Regions from separate parts of the Pan troglodytes genome. Here region 1 is linked to region 2. The links are chromatin contacts, called in public HiChIP or PLAC-seq maps. All regions are on one chromosome and are shown on one strand. Each heading gives the region's core, a stretch centred on a gene start, on an enhancer-like site or on the middle of the called end of the contact. The rest is flanking DNA. Distances are from core to core; before and after follow the strand shown. Region 1 holds the start of HMGN3 (high mobility group nucleosomal binding domain 3). Region 2 holds the start of PHIP (pleckstrin homology domain interacting protein).

The links. HiChIP or PLAC-seq counts read pairs in DNA pulled down with a chosen protein or histone mark.
Region 1: an H3K4me3 HiChIP or PLAC-seq map of stem cell-derived excitatory neurons shows a contact between it and region 2, with 6 times the contacts expected there. The contact joins the promoter of HMGN3 here to the promoter of PHIP in region 2. A contact is called at or near these places in 2 of 7 Hi-C or Micro-C datasets (induced pluripotent stem cells and stem cell-derived neural progenitor cells) and 1 of 1 datasets of contacts at active chromatin or transcription factors (stem cell-derived excitatory neurons).

Annotation. Positions count from the first base shown.
Region 1 is chr5:91,203,845-91,211,277 of NHGRI_mPanTro3-v2.0_pri, reverse strand. HMGN3 (high mobility group nucleosomal binding domain 3) reads left to right here and starts at 5,848. Exons shown (of 6, transcript XM_009451583.5): 1 at 5,848-6,158. The coding sequence starts at 6,144.
Region 2 is chr5:91,046,748-91,053,785 of NHGRI_mPanTro3-v2.0_pri, reverse strand. It overlaps PHIP (pleckstrin homology domain interacting protein), which reads left to right and starts at 4,945. Exons shown (of 40, transcript XM_016955892.4): 1 at 4,945-5,255; 2 at 5,371-5,429; 3 at 5,555-5,584; 4 at 5,777-5,836. The coding sequence starts at 5,216.

The DNA of each region.
Region 1 (7,433 bases), core at 4,599-7,098, 160 kb before region 2:
TAGCCCCAGAGGTGTCACATAGCAACCTCTATCTGCCAGGGAGCTGGAGGAACTAAAGATTGCTTTGTTATGTTTTGTTTTGTTTTGACCAGGCCTATTGCCAAAATCAGAATTCTGTTAGTAGGAAGAAAGCTAGTGTGAATATTGGGCAGGTAACTAGTGGTATCTGCCTTGAATAGACATTCTTTTTCTCATTTTGTAATAAGGAAACCAGGGTTCAAAGAGGTTAAGTAATGTGATGGTAGCTCAATAGCTTGAGATTTGAATTCATGCCTATGACTGCAAATTCCAAACTTTTTGATAAACATTTATTTTTAAAATGGTTAAAACAATTTTTTTGACATGTTAAGAGATAAATTGGATTATTTAGGAGAAAAAAAAGAAAAAAACAACCCATTTGCTTAAGATTACAGACAGCAGAAGTGGGAGTGGGAATGAGAAGGTAGAAAAGGATGAGAGTTTTTTTGTGGGAGTAGCACAATTCTGTGTTTTAAAAACAACAAAAGCCCTATGCAGATAAGCAGCCTTGAAGATTATGGCACATTTGCAGGCTAGTTTTCCACTGCTGGGAAAAAATTTATTGCCTTGTGGCTAGAATTCATTCTGACCTGGTGGCTAGAATTCATTCTGACCTGGCCAAACTCATTTTATCGGCTAACTCTTTCTTAGTGCTTGAGAATTACAAGAGTTATTAACCAAGCTAACCTGAAAATCATCTCCAGTTGCTTTATGGTATTTTTCAGAATGATTCATTCGACTCTCATTTCCCCAAACCAGCATTTTCTTGCTTTCATTGAGAAAAGGAAAATGGTATGATATCTCCGAAAGGCAGGACCACTGAGGGTAGCGACGGGGATGGGGTTACTAGATGTTCCTTACAAGCTCCCAGGGATTCTGAGATTTGAAGGAAATGCAGAAGACACCAAAAATAGGTAGTCAAAATCACTAGCTTAAAGAAAAGGGTGTGGTCCCATTTGAGAGTGTACTGGCACTGACAGTAGTTTACAAGAATGTGCAATTCAGTCGGAGAGCTCTCCAACAACCACTAATTGGTCTTTGGCACCTTGCAGCTTGTGGCTTTTTACCTAAGGGGATGGGATGGAGTCCTTATTTTGCTGTGTCCTCACCATGAACTTTGGGGATTTCCTTCCCTTAACTTTCTCACCTCCTTGAGCCTGGATGGCTCTTGGCACCAGCCATGCTAACAATCTGACAAAAAGGAATGGCTAAACCAATGTATCCCAATCCCTGGTTCTAGCTACTGAGCATATCTAATTCATCCCCAAATAGTCATTTGGGTGCTAAAAAGAGCAAATTAATCACACTCCTGTGAGTTTAAGCAGCAGGAGCAAGAAGGAGAGGTAAATATCGCAGAGATTGAACCTGAAAAGTACCGGGGGTGGGAAAACTGTGTAAAACATACCTGGGGTAAAGAATCTGCACAAATATTAAATTTGATTGAAGGTTGGGAAAACAAAGAGTGGGTTCCTTGGAAGGTCACAGAATGCCCTGGTTCCTCTTGCTGTTAATGCAGTTGTGAAGTATGCTTATGTAATCATTGACATTTAGCCTTGAAAGGGTGTGGCTTATGGGGCTTTGGCCGAGGTAAGTTCCCTTTGAGGATTTGGGGTCAGGGATTTTCATCTCCCAGGGGCCCAAGGAGCTGCCTAGGGGGCTGCCTGGGAAGAAGAAGACACTTTTCTAGGTATCTGGATGTGTGCAGTTTTTAATCACTCTTCAGGTTCCTTGCAACTAGAGAAGAGAAAGAATGTGAAATAAACAGGTTGTGCCCAGCAAAACTGAGATGGAGCAAAAGCATGAGGTGAGGACTGTGGGGTGAGTTTCACCCACAGAATTACGCTCCTGCTCTGGAAGTATGTTGAGAACTCCACAGGCTTTTATAGATACCTGTCATCAGAATCCAAGTACCGGCATTCAGCAAATATTTGTTGAGAGCAAGGGCCTAGTCTATTAAATACTCTAGTCCCCAAATTATAGTGTAAGCAACACATGAAAAGCTTGTTTGAAAATGCAGATTTCCAAGCCTAGCCATTCAATACCTTGGGACTGGGGCCTGGGGATCTGCACTAATATCAGGCAGCTCATTTGATTTGGGACCGTTGGTTCTTGGACTCTTATTGTTGCTTTGTAAAAACTAACCTTGGTCTCTTCAAAAGTTAGCACCCAATCAAAGTAGAGACTTGACTGGAAAATACAAACAAAATATTCTTTTGTCACCTCTTATTTGTTGTTTTTGATGTTGTTTTGTTACACACCTGAATTCTTCACTGTGTATTTTTGACCTATTTATGGAAGATTAGTAACTTAATCTGGAATTACAAACTATCAGAAGCAACACACTATCATTTTCACTTTTCCCCTTTCTTCCTTTCTCCCTCTGTCTGTCTGTCTGTCTCTCTCTCTGTGTGTGTGTGTCTGTCTGTCTGTCTGTCTGTCTGCCAATGTCTCTGTCTCTTTCTTTGCCTTAATGATAGTCATGACTATCATTTGTTTTGCCCTGCTGTCTGAAAAATGCAAAGTAGGTGTACAGTTGCAACTATCAAAAGCAACAATATGTACATTCTGGATCTGACTTCTCCAGTAATTTGTCATTACTTACAGCAAAAGCCTAAGGGACCCTGCCTGTGTCTGCCTGAAAGAGGAAAAGAGGGACAGTTCAAGAGGGAGATGATCTGCAAGTCATTGTTTCCTTTGAAAACTTCCTCTCAAGCCTGGTGTGGTGGCTTGCACCTATATAACTACTCAGGAGGCTGAGGCAGGAGGATCTCTTTAGCCCAGCAGTCTGACGTGCAGTGAGCTATGATTGTGCCACTGCATGCCAGCCTGGGCAACAGAATGAGATCCTACCTCTAAAAAAAAAATTTTAATATTAAGCATTTTTTTTCGGAACGTCAAAGATCCACAACATTCATTAGCAGTGGCATTCAATTTTTTTGACCAAGACCATACTAAAAATATATTTCATGTCACAATCCAACATACACACACACATATGTGTGTTGTGTATGTGTTTATATGAGCACATATGGAAAATAGAAACAGTTATCTTATGAAACATTACTTACCTTTACCATATATGCTCTGCTATTTTCTATGCTTGGCCCTTTCTTTGCTTTTCTTACCCTTCCCTTCTCCCTTCTCTCTCTCTCTCTCTCTCTCTCTCTGTGTGTGTGTGTGTGTTTGCGTGTGTGTGTCTGTCAATGTCTCTGTCTCTTTCTTTTCCTTAATGATAGTCATGACACTATAAATGGTCTTGCCCTGCTGATTGAAAAATGTGAAGTAGGTGTACTGTTCCAACAGTTTTGAGTAGGACAAAAGAGGAGAGGAGCTGGAATTGGAAAACAAGTTTGTTCACTATTTTTTTTCTTTCTTTCTCAGTCAGTAACTCTGTTAATTTATCCAGGTCTACCTTAGCTAAGATAGTATATACATCCTACTTTTACTGTCTTAGAGGCTGATATTCCAAAGTAGTAGAAATGCTCAGTGGAATATATTGATAAACAAATGAGTCTGTACTTCTTACCAGCTTGACCTCCTCACTGTCTTCTATGTGACACCCTCATTTCTGCCCAGATGTCTTTATCTCTTAACCTAGAATTCTAGCTACCCGCTAAATCATTCTCTTTGCCTACTCTTCTTACCTCCAGGGCCACCAGTAGAGGTTTGCACTGACTTTCCCAGATCTTGAAGGCTACTAAAGGTACAAGGGAGAACACTTCATTTCCTAGAGTACTGCTCAGCCAGGTGCAATCTACATCAAAGGAAAGATAAGCAATGCTGTTGTTTTTCAACCAAAGCTGTTATTTTCATAACTTGTAAATGAACTAAAGATTCCAAGAACTCGAGGTCCTCACAATCGCTTTCTTCATCCAACAAGCAAGCTTCAATTTCATCATAGCATTTTTATTGTGTGCAGTAAAAACATTCACAATTTTGTTTGCTGTTGATGATCTGAGTGTTTAGTTTTGGAAAAAAATTAACAAAGAAGCCAATTTTGTGAGTTATTTTTCATCACAGAGGAGAAATATTCACCTTAGCACTACCTTTGTTGTGGCACCTTTCCATCTCCATGAAGAAAAATAGCCATCCAGTCCAGATTGCAAGTGCTACTCAATATCCTTCTCACACATATCTTACTAAAAATGTTTTCACTGACTTTTTCTTTATTTAACTATCAAGTATTTGGCAAATTAATCTCTTGCAAGACATCTTCATTATAAATATTATTTTAATGATAAAATTATTAACTTGTAAATTTTTATCTAGCTCTAAGCAATTGATTTTTATCTTAATTCGTTTCAGTATACTATTGTCATTCACTGAATGCCCAGGAACAAGGAATCTATCAAAAATGATTAAGATCATGTCAAAAGGACACAAGCACTAATTTGAAAGGGCATGCATTGGCTAAAGATGTGGTAATAGGAGCATTAAAAAGGTAATAATAATGATAGCAATACACTGATGCACACCAAATATGTAAAAATCCATGAGTTCATAAAGATGTTCCAAAAAAGAAAGTAATCAACCACCTCTGGAGTGTGCTAGATCAATTAATGTATTCTGAAAATTACTAAAGAAAAAGTGAAATATTAAACTTCATTGCTTTTTTAATACATATTTAATACATGATATTTTTAATACATATTTGCAGACTCTGTGTTACCAAAGTGGATTTGGCCATATTTGTAATGTAAGGCTTCAACACATTTTCCTATGATGTGAGCTTTGCCTGCTAAGATGATTCTGAAACTAACTTTGCCCAATTTTGCTTTTTCTATAATTTCATATGAATGAAATCATTCAGTGTGGTCTTTTGTATTTGACTTCTTTCATACAGCGCTTTGTTTTTGATATTCATCCATGTAGGAAAATTTTTTATTGTTTTTTATTGCTGAATAGTATTCCACTACATGTGCTCATCACAATTTGCTTACCCATTCACTAGCGCTTTTCCTGCATCTGCTGAAAGGATTGTTTTTCCCCCTTTATTCTATTAATTCTGCCAATTACATTGATTGATTCTCAGATATTAAAAAAGCAGCTTTGCATTACCAAGATAAGCCCCACAGGTCATGATGTATTGTCCCTTTAAATGTTTTTGAGTTTCATTTACTAAAATTTTGTTCACGACTTTTGTGTCTATGTTTATGAGTGATATTGGTCTGTAACTCTCTTTTGAAGTCTTTCACTGGTTTTGGTATCAGAGTAAATCTGATCTCATAAAATGAATTCAGAAATATTTTTGCAATGCTCATTTTATGCCTTGCAGAACTTTGAGAAATATTATGCATAAAGTGTAACATGACGGGTGTCATTCAAATATATGTCTCAAATATAAAATAATCAGTTTTTGCCTTGTTCTTTCTTTTCCTAATTTCTGTAACAAACATGTCCCATTCGTCTTCACATCTAGTTTGAAGTTAGCTGAATTAGTGAGTGATTTATAATCACAGATTTTAGAAAATTAGAGCTAAGTGATTTTAGGGACTGTTGTCACTATGTATCTGGGGGGGAAACTGAGGCCTTTAGAGGTTGCCACGCTCTTCAGTACAGAGTACCTTCCCACGCTTTACAGGTTCCCATCACGTAACATTAATTAAAAGCCTTTATGGGTAGGAAATGTATAAAGTACCTGCTGTGTATATATTTACATTATAAAGTTTACGTATTCATTCTTACTCTTTTTCCTTCCTATGAAGACACACACTGTTCTAATTCTTACAATCTCAAAGACAGAGCAGCGAAACAATGAAACTTCAGGATTGTGTGGCCTGGAGGCTACTAGTTGAACTGGGCATGCTCAGTCGCCAGGCAGATTTTTTTCGGTGAAGTGGAAACTACAACAGCGCGTACCGCGCGCGGAGGTGGGCGTGCCCTCGTGGAATTTAGAACGTTGCCTCAGCCAATGGGGCCTCGCGGCCGGCTGGCGGGGCTCCTCATTGGAGCAGCAGGGAGGCGAGCAGAGGGCCCCCAGAGGGAGCCGCGGAGGTGCAGTTCGAAGAGGCCGGGCTACGTCGTGCCCTGCGCGTGAGCAGCTGCAGCGGCAGAGGCAGCATCCAGCGGCGGCGCCAGCAGTTCCAGTCCGTTGCTTTACTTTTTGCTTCACCGACATAGTCATTATGCCGAAGAGAAAGGTAAGTCTTACCAAAAAAAGATTTCAAAAGCCTTCAAATTCTGCTTACAGTAAATGCTGGCATTGCAATGGCTCGCGCACAACGCGCGCGGTAGTAACCCGGGGATTGGGAATCTTTGCTCCTCCACGCTTGTTTTTAGATGCCTGTTGCAGACGTTCCTCTCTCCCTCTCCCCCCCACCCACTCCGTCCTCATCGATCTCTTAATGTTACTTTCTCTCCAGTGGCGCGGTTTCCCTTCTTTTTGAACTCATTCTCGCTGGAATGTTTTCCACCCCCAACAACAAGAAGCAAAAGCGGCTTTCCATTCCGAAAGGGAGTTTCCTCTTTGCAAACTGCCAGGTTGCGAATTAGTGTGAAGGGAAAACAGCGAGAGGAGAAAAACAAGTACAAGCGTAAGGAGAGGGAAGAAAATAAATCAGGCAAATGTTGGGATTATTCCCATGCAGCTGTACTCGCGGGCTGGGTGCGCTGCGGTGGCTCCTAGGCTAAGGGAAAGAGAAAGCCATGTTTAAAATAGCGCTCACCCTCCTGCTCGCCTCCGCTGCAGACCCGTATGTACCAACTCCAGTGTCAATCAGGGCTGGGGCCGGCGAGGCGGGGCCTGGCGGCCTGGACCTACCCGCAGTTCGGGTCGGGAGCGGTGGAGTTGGCAGCGTGGAAGACGGGACGGCGCCGGGGCGTCCAATATGGCTCGTCCAAGGTCAGGGGGCCACCAGGTCCTCCCCAGCGACTGGAACCCACACTCGGTTGGGGAAGGCGGGGTCCGCGCGCTATCCGCCCCTCTGCGCGTCTAGCGAACTGGAGTCATTTTTGTCTTGTCTTCCGCCCCTTGCGGACTGTCCCCTTCTGCGCAGGCCCCGGACACCAACTACCACATTCAGGGACACAAATCTCCCTCGGGGTGGGGCTTCGACTTGTCCCGGGGAGGGAAGGGAAAGGTTTCCTCCTCCCTGAGAAATCAGTGTGTGATGGCTGGTTCCTAAGCAAGTGCTTTGCACCCTCCCACCGCCAGCCTCAGTGTTTCCAACAGTGTCAACGAGTGTGGGTATTAAATTTGAAGCAAAATTACACCTAATATCTTGCTTCATCAAAGACCATGGACTAATTTGTGTGTGAGAGTGACTGCATTATTTTAAAATATTGAAGTTTTAAAAATTCAAAAGCTTTCCCCTTCTTATATGTTATTACTAAAAATTGGGTGGAAACTTGTCTCCTACCCCACTTTTTAAAAATAATTGAAAGTGTTTAAAAGTCTTAGAGTTTGTTGTGCACAT
Region 2 (7,038 bases), core at 3,696-6,195:
TGCACCTGTATTTTTAGGCACTCAAGTGTAAACATGAAAATTGTTAGTGTAACAAGATTTGTAGGTGTAATCTTAAAATCAAATTATAAGCTTTTCTTAAATTTTAGCACACACATCTTGGTTGAAAGATCTACCTGGTATCAATATTATTTTAAATTTTTAACTATGATATAACTAATTTTTTTGTAATAGCTAGTCATTGTTTCAATAAACATGTATGAGAATATCTGTGAAAGAGAATAAAGCAACAGAGGCATAAGTCAGGGGGACCTTTGCCAAGTACACACACATCCCCATATATGAAGAAAAACAAAAATAATATACAAATTAGATTGTATAATTAGGTCTCTTATAGGAATTCGGAAAATAGAGTATTTTTGGTTACAGTTAAATCTAAGTTGCTTTATTCTTAATTTTGAATTAGAACTTATATATGAGTCTCAAGTCAGACTTGTGAGTGCTCTGAATGTTCAGTCCTTATTCTTTCAAACACCTGTTCTTCTTTGTCATCAATAGTGTCTACTTTGGTGTCCTTGATATCCATTATTTTTACTCTGTATAGATTCCTCACTATTTGTCAGATAAAACTTTCCCTTCCTTTTCTATAACTAAAATGCTTTTTCTTTGGGGTTCCTGAAGTTTATGGCTTTAGGCACATATAAAGGCAAGTGACTATGTAACTGTTTTTCTCAAATGCCATCTTAACATCGCATAGATAATAGTGTACTACCAGAGCCTCTGCACCCATTTTCTCCTCCCCTCCCCCACTTTACCTTCTCTTCTTTCACTGTTCTCTGTTCAACTCAGCCCACTCCCAGTCCATCAGACATCTTCCTATGATAGAACATGCCTACAGACTTCTCCTTTATGTTTCCTGCCATCTGGAACAGCTTTTTCTGCTTCATCCACTGTGTTGCTCCAAATCTTAGGGGAATATGTTCTAAAATTGTTTTTCTCCTTTAATCTTTGTAATTGTACTGTTAAAACTCATGAAGTGATCATTTAAAAAAAAACTATATAAATAAACCCATGAAGATGTGTATTTCTTGTGCAAATTAAGACTTATAAAAATACAAACTACTAGAATTATTTAACTTGGATAAAAAAGATTGAGTGAATTACTAACATTTAAATACATAAGGGAAAACATGATTGTTGAGGACTAGCTATATTTGTTACACATTAAAAGGAAACGTGCTCTAATTTAAGTAAAAAGATTCCTCAGTGAGATATAAGGGAGAACTGTTAATTTTAAATAACGAAAACATTGTTAAATAATGGAATGGCTCACTTAAGTTGGTTATCTCTATTCTTTTTGGAGCAGCCAAATAGTATATCTGTTCATGTGCTTCAAATCGATAAATATTCATGCTTTATGAAGAAGGATATGTGTGTGTGTGTGTGTGTGTGTGTGTGTGTAAGAGAGAGAGAAAGTCAGATAAGCATGGACAGAAACACACAATATTGGGGAGCAAGCCACAATGAGGAGTGTGGCTTGTTAAATAAGATCCTTGACAGTTGTATTGTGTTCTTGGGGCAGATGAGTAGTTTTTTTTTAAAGTACTTTTGAGAGAACAGTGTTTTCTACTTTTACATTTCTGTATTTCACAGGATAAAGCTTCTGCTATAGAAGAAATGTAACATCAAAACAAAAACAAGATTTAACATGAAATTTTAAAAGTTGTACTTATAGAGATTTTTTGAGTTACATATTATTCACCATACTACTGGAGACTAAATTTCATAAATGTATAATTTTTGTACTTATAAATACCATCCCATCTTGTTCCTGAAACAACTGAAATGATAGCATTTGATTATTTTATTGGAATAATAGCTTACAAGATCAAGACAAAATTTTTGTTAAATATTTTGTTTCATGTGTTGCCACGTGAAAAGTGATGAATTTCAAATAAACTTTTATATTTCAAGAAAAGTTTCTATATCTCCTAGAGAGACTATATTATGTAAAAACGTTAGGTCTTGGCTTTCCAAACTTTTACTATTATTTGTTAACCTTGTTATTTAAACTGCATGGAGATCTTTTTAAAGTGATATTTTATTTTTGGAAACCCATAAAAATGTTAAAATAAACAAACAGGAAAGGATATAGATGGAATCTGAACTATCCTTATATGCAAAAGAGTTGGCTGAACAAAAAATTGCAAGGATCATTGCTTTGGGAACTAAAATCTAGAACTTCCAAATAAGACTTTTCTTTCTATTTGATATGTACAGACTTTGTACATAAACAAGTACAATAAACAACTTAATAAATCTTATAGTTAACTGTCAATGCTATAATTCAGAAATGTTTTTTATGTTTAAGAAAATTAAAAGGGCTATTTGGAGTATTTGTTACATTTAAAGGACTTAGTAAAATTCAATTCAATATCCACTGTTAAATACAAATAGTTTATTTGGCTGAAGGGAAGTTTTAATTTTTAGCAGGTAATGTATATTTTCTTATAACAGACAATAGTTCAAAGGGAAGGTTACAGCTATCTGCATATTGGACATTTGAAAAAGAAATATAAACACTGTCAAAAATCAATCAAAATGACAGGAACATCATGTTTAGAAAACTTAGAGGGGGATTTTCCAAAAAATTTTTAAGGAGCTAAGTACTAGTAGCATATTTAGGTGAAAGCTTTTGTGGCTTCTAAATGAAGAGAATATATGAGATAATCATGCTAGTTTTCTATGTTTACATAACACACAGAAGATATATACCACAAACTTTACCCAGAGTAATATTATATTCCATGTCATAATTTGGTTTATTTTCAATCACAAGAATAAAACATCTATTAGTAAGAATCATACATTCCAAGCCTTCAAAACCAGAAAATCCCACTATAATTTTTAGTTTCTAAACTCTGTTTATTTGAAGAACTTCAAGATCGTGTAAAATATTACAATTATTTGAAGAACACTTTTTTAAAAGTTAAGCTAAAACAGCATCGGTCTTAGAAGTAAATACAATTTGCAAAAAGGCATACAAAATGTCCTATCTTTTCAGTCTATCTTTTCAAGCCTAACCACCTAGAAACAGGCTACTTTACCTATAATAGAATAGAATAAAGTGTCTTTAAAGATGCAAATATGTTCAGTAATTGAGAATAGCTATCTTAAAAAAAATAAGTTATTCTGATAACCAGGTTGCAATAGGACAAGTCATGGTAACCTTCCATTTTTAAGATTCGGTTACAAAAGGCAATTTTATATCCTATTATTCCAAAGGGTTTGAGGCTTTATTTCTTCTTCCTCATATGTATGATGATTTCTGGATGTTTTAGTATAGGGCATCACACTGGTGCAGCACACTTGGGCTTACAGTGCAGCCCAAGGCATTTGCAGCAAGTATTTCCCACTAGGAATGTAAGGAGCTAGGAGGTTACAAGGCTTGAGGAAACAATCTAGAAAACTACAATACAGCTTGTTGGTCCTTTCCCCACAAATAACCTTTTTAAACCAGACCCATAAAATGCAGTTTATTATCTAACATTTTTAAGGAGAATCTTTTGTTAAATGTTAACAAAAGAACGACTATCCAAATTCCCTTTAAAATGCAATCCTTAAAAAATATTGAACTCTCAAGTCTTTTTGGAAAGTGCTTAAATCATCTGGAGATAAATATCATTTGGTGTCCTTGTTTTCTAACAAATGGCTTTTTCTATTGTTTCCATTAATTTCACCCATATTCGTTTAAAAACAAGGCCCTTATCCTCATCAGCAAAACACAGATGTATGATTTAGCATATAAAATCGGTAATTACATACTAATTTACGAAAGATTTTTTTTTCCTCCTTTTCGTCAGTTTTCAAGAAGTCTTCCCGTGATTAACTGTAAACAGGAATGGTTTACATCTCAAATTAGAAGCCATTAATTAGCATGACGAAGTCAACTGCAAGATACACAGATTATTTAAATTATTTAATCACTATTCACCTTGGCTAAACTGTAGTATACTCTTTCAATATCCTTCGGCAGGTTATCGATCTGTCACTAAATTACATCCAGATCAGTTAGACATGAATATTAGCGTCCTTTCCTTTCCCTCAGGTTTACATTCTCCCTTCTCGTAAACACTTAAAAAAGCTTTAAGGTTCTTTAATTCCAAATACCTAATTAGCCATCACTAGCCTTTTTGTAATAAGGAAAAAGAGTATCTGAAGTACAAATCAAGAGTTCGCTTTGCCCGTTTAACAATAAAAAACATTTAAAAAACGTACGCCAAAGGCAATGGCAGTAATAAAAGAAATATGCAGAGGTGGCTTCAGCAAATAACGGGTTTGCAAAACGCAAGTGCTTAACAAAAAGCAGCCCAAACCTCTATTGCAATATACAGCACTCCAATAAATTACACAACACTTGCATAGGCTGCAGAAATAACGCAGGACAAGACTTACACAGATGCCAATCCGCAGCATTTATACACATGCACATGGCAAGAGACAGAAACCAAACACTATCATTCAACTCGGGAAGGGTAGCGCGATCCCGAGCTTGCCCAGCGTGAGAGTGCTCTCTGCGTGTGTGTCTGTGTACGCGCGTGAGTGAGACCCATCCTTGGGGCATTTCCCCTCTCTGGGCAGTTTTGCTTCATTTGTTTCCTATTTCTGCTACATAGAAACTAACTTCCATCTCAGCTCCAGCCAGCGCCGCTGAATAGAGCCTGTGCTGCGGCTCCGTGTGCGTCAGATCCCTCCGCGGAGCCGTCCCCGGCCCCCTCCCTGCCACTATCGGCCTCCACAGAGAAAGCGCCTTCCAGCCAACCGGCGGCTTGGGCTCCGACATCTTCTCCGACTGGAAATAAATAAATAAATCGCACGCCCTGCGGGGAGGAGCGGGTGGGGGGTCTCACTGTGCCGCGTGCGGAGCGCTGGGGACGACGGGTCGGAGGCACTCTTTTTTAGCGCCGGGAGGCGGGGGCGCGGGCCGGAGCCGGGGCCGAGCCCGGGGCCGCGAAGGCGGCGGACTCCTTTCTGCGGCGGAGGGATCCGCGGCGGAGGCGGCCACGGCCGTAGCCGCTGCCTGAGAGTTGTTGTTTCCTCCTCCTCCTCCTCCGCCTCCGCCGCCGTTGCTTGAATGGTGGAGCCGAAGCTCGGCTCGTGAACACACACTGACAGCTATAGGGCAGGCGGCGGCACCGTCCCCGCTTCCCCTCGGCGGCGGGGTGTCCCGTCGGCGGCCCTGAAGTGACCCATAAACATGTCTTGTGAGAGGAAAGGCCTCTCGGAGCTGCGATCGGGTAAGTCGGGGGGCTGCCGGGGCCGCTGGCACCGGGCGATTCCGCCCGCGGTCCCCCGCCCCCCGCCGCCCGACCGCTCAGCCTGTGTGTCTCCCCGTCCCTCTCTCCCGCGCAGAGCTCTACTTCCTCATCGCCCGGTTCCTGGAAGATGGACCCTGTCAGCAGGCGGCTCAGGTACGGCGGCGCGCGGCGCGGGCCGGGCCGGCGCTCGCCGCTCGCGGGCGTGGGGGAGGGAGGCGGCGGCGGCGGGGCCGCGGCCCGGGGCGCGGGGCTCAGCTCTCCCCGCTTTGTTGTTGCAGGTGCTGATCCGCGAGGTGGCCGAGAAGGAGGTAAGGGCGGCGGCGGCCCGGCGCGTCCCGCCGCCGCGCGGCCGCCTCTGGGCCGCTGCGCCGCCGCTGCCGCCGCCGCCAGGGCGCGGGGCGCGGGGCTCGGGGTCCCCGCCGGGGCGCGGGGCGGGCGGGGGAGGGGAGCGGGCGGGTAGGGGCCGGGGGCCGGGCTCACGGGGTGTCCTCTCCCCGCAGCTGCTGCCCCGGCGCACCGACTGGACCGGGAAGGAGCATCCCAGGACCTACCAGAATCTGGTGAGACATTCACGTCGCAGAGCAAAGAAACTTTTCCCTGAGTCGAATAAAAATTGAATTTCCCGCAATTTTTTACAGAGACAAAAACTTGGCCCTAGAACGTGAAAGCTCCAAAGGCCATGGGGAGGGTTGGGAGGCCGGCGCGGGGTCTGCGGGGGCCAGTGGCCGGGGGTACTCGTACTCCGGGGCCGCAGGGGCTGCGGACAATTTATTTGTGATATTTTGTTAATGTGCTAGAAATAAAGATACGTCATGAGTGTTGTGCAGTGCAAGGCCGGAGGAGGAGGGGCCGGCGCGCGCGTCCGTGCGGGCGCGGGGGCGCGCGAGAGTCGGCGGCGGCGGGAGCGGCGCGAAGAGGGAGAGCGCGCTCGCTCGTTCGCTTGCTCGCTCTGCACGCGCGGCCGGCTCGGCTTTCTCCTGCCCTACACAATAGCTGGTGACTAACTGCTCCGAAGTGGCATTAGCATTTCACAAGCAGGCTATCCAGCCGCTGCGGTACCGTGGCAAGACATTATTTTTTCCCCCTCTGTCGTTTATTTTGTTTTCCTTACATTCAGTCCTGGGTTTTTTGTTGGAAGGATTCTGATGTGTGATGATAGTTGGTCAGTGCTTCGCCTTGCATTTACTAAAACACATCTTTGCAGAAGTGTAAAGCCTGTAATTCCCCAAAACCAGAAGTTTAGTAGGCTTTTTTTAATTCTTATGGTATGCCTCTCGTTTAATTAAAAATTATTATTGGAGTACACTGAAGAGTTTTGATTTTTGTCCGCATATTTACTGTGGGATGGAACTTGGCCTATGAAAGTTGTGTTTATATTGGGACATATTTTGTTTAATAGCTTAAAAACCTTAATTTTGTGGGTTGTCAAAATGAGTATTTTAGGAATCTTTAAAAATTGCTTTTCAGAAGTGGATTTATCACTTCAGTATTGTGATTGGAAGTTACTTTAAAGGAGCTATATTTTCTGTAACACTTTCTCCTAAACTGATACAGGTTCGTTGTGTGAATATGTGTGTGGGGCAGTTAAAGCAGTCGCACCGGACCCACCAAGCCTTTGAAATTTATGTAGTGCGTTGATTTTATGAGGCTTTTGTAACTGTTTTGAGATAGTTATGATTACTAATGTTACTTCATCAGAACTTCTCTAATGACTGGGAAGTTTCAGCGAGCTTAGAATGAGTGTCTTTTGTGAGGTGAAAGC